Linked DNA regions of Mus musculus: region 2 is linked to region 1. The links are chromatin contacts, called in public promoter capture Hi-C maps. All regions are on one chromosome and are shown on one strand. The core of a region is the stretch at or near the end of the contact, and the rest is flanking DNA. Distances in the headings are between cores, read along the strand shown.

The links. Promoter capture Hi-C pulls out the DNA fragments that hold promoters and counts their contacts.
Region 2: a contact with region 1 is called in a promoter capture Hi-C map of the C10 cell line. The contact joins two enhancer-like sites. A contact is called at or near these places in 1 of 39 promoter capture datasets (the C10 cell line), 1 of 115 datasets of contacts at active chromatin or transcription factors (pancreatic cancer cells) and 3 of 9 other capture datasets (adipose tissue, liver and pancreatic islet).

What each region holds. Positions count from the first base shown.
Region 1 is chr6:114,661,225-114,664,671 of GRCm38.p6, forward strand. The region is part of intron 1 of Atg7 (autophagy related 7); the gene reads left to right. Among named protein-coding and RNA genes, the nearest start is that of Atg7, 20 kb to the left of the region's middle. Within about 2 kb of position 1,342, at least 20 of the 459 cell types and tissues checked have an H3K27ac peak or open chromatin away from gene starts, as enhancers often do.
Region 2 is chr6:115,003,966-115,007,398 of GRCm38.p6, forward strand. It overlaps Tamm41 (TAM41 mitochondrial translocator assembly and maintenance homolog), which reads right to left. Exons shown (of 8, transcript NM_026894.1): 8 at 416-554. The coding sequence ends at 478. Among named protein-coding and RNA genes, the nearest start is that of Tamm41, 32 kb to the right of the region's middle. Within about 2 kb of position 1,751, at least 43 of the 459 cell types and tissues checked have an H3K27ac peak or open chromatin away from gene starts, as enhancers often do.

The sequences.
Region 1 (3,447 bases), core at 92-2,591:
AAGAATGAGCATCAAGGGAGAACACTTCCCATTGGCCAATTATGAGGTTTTGTAAAGGGATCTGGGAAGATCACTTAGCAAAGGGCATGAAGACCAGAGTTTGCACTCCAGAACCCATGTGAAAATACTGGACACCACCCAGCAAGGTGGCTCAGCAGTGGGAAGGTGCTTGCCACCAAGCCCAACGACCTCATTCATTCAGTCCCAGAACCTACAAGGTAGAAGGAAAGAACCAATTCCCACAAATTGTCCTCTGACCTCCTTGTGCATGGCATGATACACTTTCACACCCCATCTGCCTAGTAAAAAATAATGTAAAAATAAATGCTGGGCTTAGTGCTGGGTCGCAAAGACGAGAAGAGGCCTGGGGCTCACTAGTCAGCCATTCTAGCCTGTGAGTTCCAGGGCAACGAGGTGGGTGTTGCTCCTGATAAAGGTCTCTAAGAGATAGAAGGGAGTTGTCCCAGCAAAGAGGGGAAAGATTTCTTAAGAATACAGGGAATGGCAGCCATGGCCATCAGCCCCACGGTAGCACCAGGTATCCATCGGCATAACCTGGGCTGCTGGTCAGGCTTCCTGACTCCTGGACACCAACCTTGTTTTTTGTCCCCTGCATAGGAAGATACATGGGACCCAGGCAACTCAATTTTTAAAAAAAGATTTATTTTTCTCTGTGTGTCAGTGTGCTAGTTTGTATGCAAGCATAGTGCCCTTGTGGGACCAGAAGAAGGCATCAGATCTTGTGGAGAGCTGGAGTTACAGACCGTTGTGAGCTGCCATGTGGGTGCTGAGAACTCTAGTCCTGGAAGAGCAATATGTGCTTTTAACCACTGAGCCATCTCTGCAGCCTCACACACCTCATTTTCCCGAATCTCTCATTAGGGTGGTGCACACCTATAATCCCAGCACTCTTGAGGCTGAGGCAAGAGAATCAAAAGTCTGTGGACAACCTGGGCTATGTAATGAGACCCTGAGTGAAGCATTGCCCAATGTATGATGCTAGTCTTTGTAATCAGTGAGGCTCACCAGTTCTATAGGAAAAGGATTCATTATTTTCATCCTTTCTGCTGTGTTCTACTGATTTTTCTCAACTTCCTAGGCCTGTTGAGATTATTCCATCCAGTCACGCTGGGGCTCTTGTGCCCAAGTGTACTTTGAAGTGGGCAGAACATGAAGTGGCCTGTAGAAAGTAGTTCTCCCTAAGGCTTTCATCAGCAAAGTAACCTAGCCCCAGCCATGGGGCCACAGGCAGCTCTTGTGGTGTCCTTTGTCCTTGCTCTTCTCTAAGGGCTAACCAAGGCTCCTCCTTCCTCTGTCCTCCTTGGTGGGATTAAAGGCATGTGCCACCACAGCCAGGCCCCTTTTCAAAGTATAATTATCAATCAGGGTATATTGCACTTTGTAATGGACTGTACTGGGCCATCTCAATACAAGTGGGTGTTGTGCTTTGGTATTCATTGTACCTCTTTTACCGCCTCTTCTCTTTCCTTTGTAGTCTTCTTTCTTGAATTGAAATTCCAGCTTCTGCAGATAAGCGGAAACGTGTGCTATTTGTCTCTGTCTTCTTTAATGATGACTCTTAGTTCTATCGATTTTTATGCAAACACCCTGATTTCCTTCTTCTCTATGGCTCACCAGCACTCCATTGTGGCTATGTAGAAGTTTTCTTTCTCCATTCATCTGCTGATTCCGGAGATTGACTGATGTGTACAGTGCTGCGATAAGCAGCTTGCTTATGTCTCCAGTATATAAGGTCATAGAGCCTGTGGTACATGCCCAAGGAACAGTGTGGCTCAGTTACATGGTAGTTACATGGTGCCTTTTTCAGGAAGCATTTGGCTGCAGCTGCATGCATTCATTTCCAGGTTCCTGTATTTTATTCCACTGGTCTACATGATGTATTTTCTCAATACATCACACTAATTTTGCTACTACATATAACTCTGTACTATACTGTGAGTGTGTGTATGTAAAAATTAATAGAAAGGGTATCATTGTATAGCTGTGACTGGACTAGAACTCTGTAGACCAGGCTAGCCCTTTACTCACAGAGATCTGCCTGCTTCTACTTCCTGGGTGCTGGAGTTAAAGGCACGCACCTCGCCCAGCTTCTATCGTATATTTTGAATTTAGGTACCGCAGTGACCCCAACATTGCTCCTTTTGACAGGATTGTTCTGACTTTACCGGGTCTTTTGTGTTTCCACATAAATTTGGTTTATTTTGTTTGAGCCATGTCTGGGCTTGGCCTCTCAATCCTCCTGCACCTTCCTTCCCTGTGCTGATATTACAGGCACACCCATACCCAGGTGTGTGCTTTAGGATTTTTCTCTAGCTTCATAAAGAATGTTGCTTTTTTTATTGGGGACTGTGGCCAATGTAAGCCTTGCTGCAGTAGCGTGGTCACTTGAAAGCAGTACTAACTGTCCTGACTCAGACACGAGAAGTCTCTTCACTGTATGGCAGTGTTCTAGGTTTCACTGTTGGAGTCTTCGCCTCTTCAGTTGGCTTTATTCCTGGGATAATCTTGTTGTGAGCAGTGACAGTGGTTGTTTTCTTTCAGTCTCAGTGAGTTCACTACTGGCACATAGAAAAGCTAATGATTTTTCAACATTGATTTTGTACCCTGCTCCCTTGCTGGATTTGTTTATAGATTCTAAGAGTCTTGGCAGAGTTGTAAGGATTTCCTAAGAACAGACTCCTGCCATCTGCAATCAGGGATAATCTGACTTCTCCCTTCCTGTTGACATCACTTTCTTTTTCTTTGTTGCTGTTCTGGCTAAAATTCCAAGTACTGAATGAGCCATGAGTACAGACACCCTCATCTTTTCTGTCCTCCGAGGCTGCAAGCTTCTGCTCCCTCAGCCAAACAGAGGTCCTAGGATGTCCCATCTTGCATTTATCATTCTGTAGTACAAGGGTTCTGTATCTTATTTTCTCATATCTTTGATTGGGAGGTGTGATGGTTTGAATATGCGTGGCCCAATGTAAATTGGGAACGTGGCACTATTAGGGGATGTCGCCTTGTTGGAAATAGGTGTGGCCTTGTTGGAGGAAGTGTGTCACGGTGAGGGTGGACTTTGAGGTATCTTAGTGCTGAAGCTCTACCCAGTGTGGAGAAGATGCTCCTCCTGGCTGGCTGGCTTCATATCAGCATGTGAAACTCTCTGCTCTTTCAGTATCATATCTACTTGTAGGCTGTCATACTTCTCTCCATGATAATAATAGACTGAACCTCTGAAACTATAAGCCAACCCCAATTAAATGTTGCCTTTATAAGAGTTGCCTCGATCATGGTATCTCTTCACAGCAATAGAGCCCTAACTAAGCCAGGAGGAGATACTGAATTTTATAAACATCATTTTCTGCATCAGTTGTATGATGCAGATGAATCAGATTTTATGCTTGGTGTTGAGGTTTGGTTTGTTGCTCTGCATTGCAGTGCTAA
Region 2 (3,433 bases), core at 501-3,000, 340 kb after region 1:
ACTTTACAGGCTACAAGTTCAAACGCACAGTAGCAGCACCTGTCATGTCCAACTCAGTGTGTCCTCAAAGTCAGAACCTTTTGTTCAGCATGGATCACAAAATGCACTCACAGCTCTGTACCTAGAAGCCTTTTCTTGGGGTCCAAAGTCCTCTCATGTGCTTGGGTAGCACCTGAGTTAGTGTCTGACAGTGAATTAAAAAAAAAAAAAAATCAACCATAGCCAAGCATCGTGGCACACACCTTTTAATCCCAGATTCAGGAGGCAGAGGCAGGAGGATCTCTGTGAATTTGAGGCCAGCCAGGCTGTAAAGTGAGACTCTGTCTAATAAAGACCCAGAAACAAACCAAACCTTACCAAGCATGACTCAAACCTTGGTCTCCTCGATTTCAAGCAGCCAGTCAGAGTGACAAGCAACTCTTAAAAAAGCATGGAGCCATTTATTCATAATCTACACGTAACACAACATCAGTCAAGTCAGGACGCTTTTCTCATCCACCCTTTCCACATTTTGTTCAGTTTCCGTGAACTATAAATCACAGACTTCTTCATACCTGCAAGAAAAAAGAAGCGTGGATGAGGAGTGAGTCCTGTTCGGTGGACACGCAGCTACCGTCCCAGAGGCTTGTCTTTGGGTTCGGGCTACAGTGGGCTGACTGGGGCGTTTTGAGAGGACCTGGGAGCCGAAGGCCATTAGAGGCCGCAGAGACTCTGAGCTGGGCCCCTGCTGTGCAGCACCATTCTGTGTCTGACCAGGATTCCTGGGGTTGAAAGGGGTTCTGGCAGCCACTGGGCTTCCCAGGTCTTTTAGAAGGGAGGAGCCTTCTGGTGCTCCCTCTCGACAGCAGGAGCATCCCAGTCACTGCTGCTCTGTGTCCCACGCACGCCACCTGTCTGCCTAGAGCAGATGCAGTTCCAACGACACATGCCAGGCTGCTCTCTTGCCTGGTGCTCGCCTCTTGAATAGCATTTACCCCTCTGTTCTGCACTTGTAGCTGATTCTCCTGTCTCTGCCTAGACTGACAGCTCCCCAGGACAGGGCCCTTGTTCTATTCACCCAGCGTTCCTTTCACCTCATGCAGTACCTGGTACCCAGCAGCACACAGGAGATGCTTAGCTGAGTCTTCTGAAGTGGCAGAGTGAAGATTGGTTCTTATAGGCCTCTGACTTTATCCCAACTACAAAATCCCAGAGAAGAGGCTCTCTGAGGCTTATGGGAAACGCGTACCAAGGGATAAACTGGGTGCTAGTATTCTCAGCTGGTGCTTTAGGGTGTGGCCTGAGGAGCTGAAGCCTTCTTCTCTTTGTGCTCTGGGTTGGAAGTGTATGCTCCTGGCTGTGGCTTGGTGACCATGTTGACAAGATGGGAGGATTAACTGGGTAGTGATCTTTTAAACTACCTGGCCCTGTTAACTGGAAGCTGCCTCACCTGCTTGGAATCTGTGGCTACTGCAGGCAGTGACAGGGAGAAAGGCAGGGTTCCCAAAACCATTAGCAGATGTGTCTGGATTCGTGTTCTCAGCTTGACATGATCTCGTTGAGAAACTCCAAGTTTTCACTGCCTCCACCCCTCTTAATTTTCTCCCTGAAGCAATGACTCTGGTCAGACTCACCCACCTGAGCACTAAGGCTGGAAGATCATTACATAAGGTGCTGTTTCGAATTTCAGCAGAACCAACCAGAAGGCCGAGCAGAAGCCAGGCAGTCACACATGCAGGACTCAGCACAGCAAGCCCAGGCTGCTGAGTCACGGCTGGAGACCGACCAACTCCTCTTGCCATAGCTTAGTGACAAGCTCCTCTGAGATTGTCAGGTAAATACTGACCATGGCTGAGTGGCCCTGGGTGCCATCTTCAGCTGCTTAGAGCACTAGATGCCTCCCTTGACCGAACACAATTCCTCCTTCAGCGGTCAGAAAGCCTGCAGTAGGGGACTGTGCCACAAAGAACACTAGGAAATGACTGCTTATGTGCACTTCCATGCAGAGGGGCCCTGAGGTTAGATTTCCATGGGCTCCGTCCATAGCCACACCACTCTGAACGTGCTCGATCCCACCAGGTTTTCTCAAGAGCTGAGGTTTGCTCAAGGTAAGAACAATTAATTTCACCAAAGGCTTAAAATATTTCAGCCAACAATTTCATAAAATTGAAACAGTGTTCTTCAAAGGACAGCAAAGTCTGTGAAGCACCGGGGGCAGGTGGGAAAGCCCCCTGTGGAGGCTCTGTGGAGGAGCCAGAGTGGCACGCCAGGGCAGGAGCTGTTCACATTACCACATCAAACAGGAGTGGGGTCCAGGAACAGCCTGAGCTCTGAGGATGGAAGGGGGAAGGCAAGAGAAAGGAGGAAGAGAAACCGTCTAAAGCAATTCAGGAAGAAAAAGCATCAAGAAGAAGGGGCCATCAGTGGGCCAACTTCTCCAGCACACACTCTAAGGTGGGGCCTGACACAATTCTATATCCACACCTATGAAGACAAAGTCAGTGAGCCTCTGAACACTTGCAGTGAGCCTCCAACTGACCTGTGTACAGGGAAAGGCTCATCCGAGGCAGAGCTACAGCTTAATTTGACAGGTTAGACATGGCTGGGTGTGGCAGTGGACACCTACAACCCTAGAACCCAGAGAGCAAAGCCAGACAACTGAGGTCACAGCAGCCTCAGCTACAGATACCCAATCAGAATAGAGGAGGGAAGCAGGAAAGGGGGGAGGGAGGGAGGGAGGGAGGGAGGGAGGGAGGGAGGGAAGGAGAAAGAGAGAGAGAGAGAGAGAGAGAGAGAGAGAGAAAGAGAAGGAGGAGGAGGAGGGAGGGTGTTCAACCTTAAGTGATAAACACATCATCAGAAAGATGATGTAAGATGAAAATAACGATTGGCTCCACTGTGTTTCAGGAATGGGATGAGGAGCAGCGAGGCATGCTGGGATATCTCTTAGGGATAAGACTAAACGTGTCCTGTTAATTCAGCGGAGTCTTTTGAAGTTGGGAGATTTAACTCTGATTGACCATAAAGACAGGAGGGAGAATTAGACTAATCGGCTTCCCGCACCTCAGAGGGTGGCACCCCAGTCTCTGGGGTTTGCATCTGCCTCCTGCCTCCTTCTTCTCCTGTGCCCCATGCACTCTCTTCCCTTGCTGCCCTGGCCTGGGCTTGCGCAAGGCTCCTTCAGATGGCTAGCTGGCTCTATCCCTATCTGCTGGTCTCTCTGGTAACAGTCCCCTCCCTCTTCCTGCATCCTCAGTAGCCTCCCTCTGGCCTCAGGGAGGCTCAGCAGTCTTTGAATGCTGAATGCAGCTTTGGGGCCGACCTTTGTGCGGCTCTGGCCTATCTCTCAGGCTGATCACTGACTCCAATTTCCTACCTACCTGTCCTCACACCCGCTCACTCAAACTGCTGCAGCAGGCTCGAGCCAGGCACAGAGACTCTGTAAAGGGCTGCT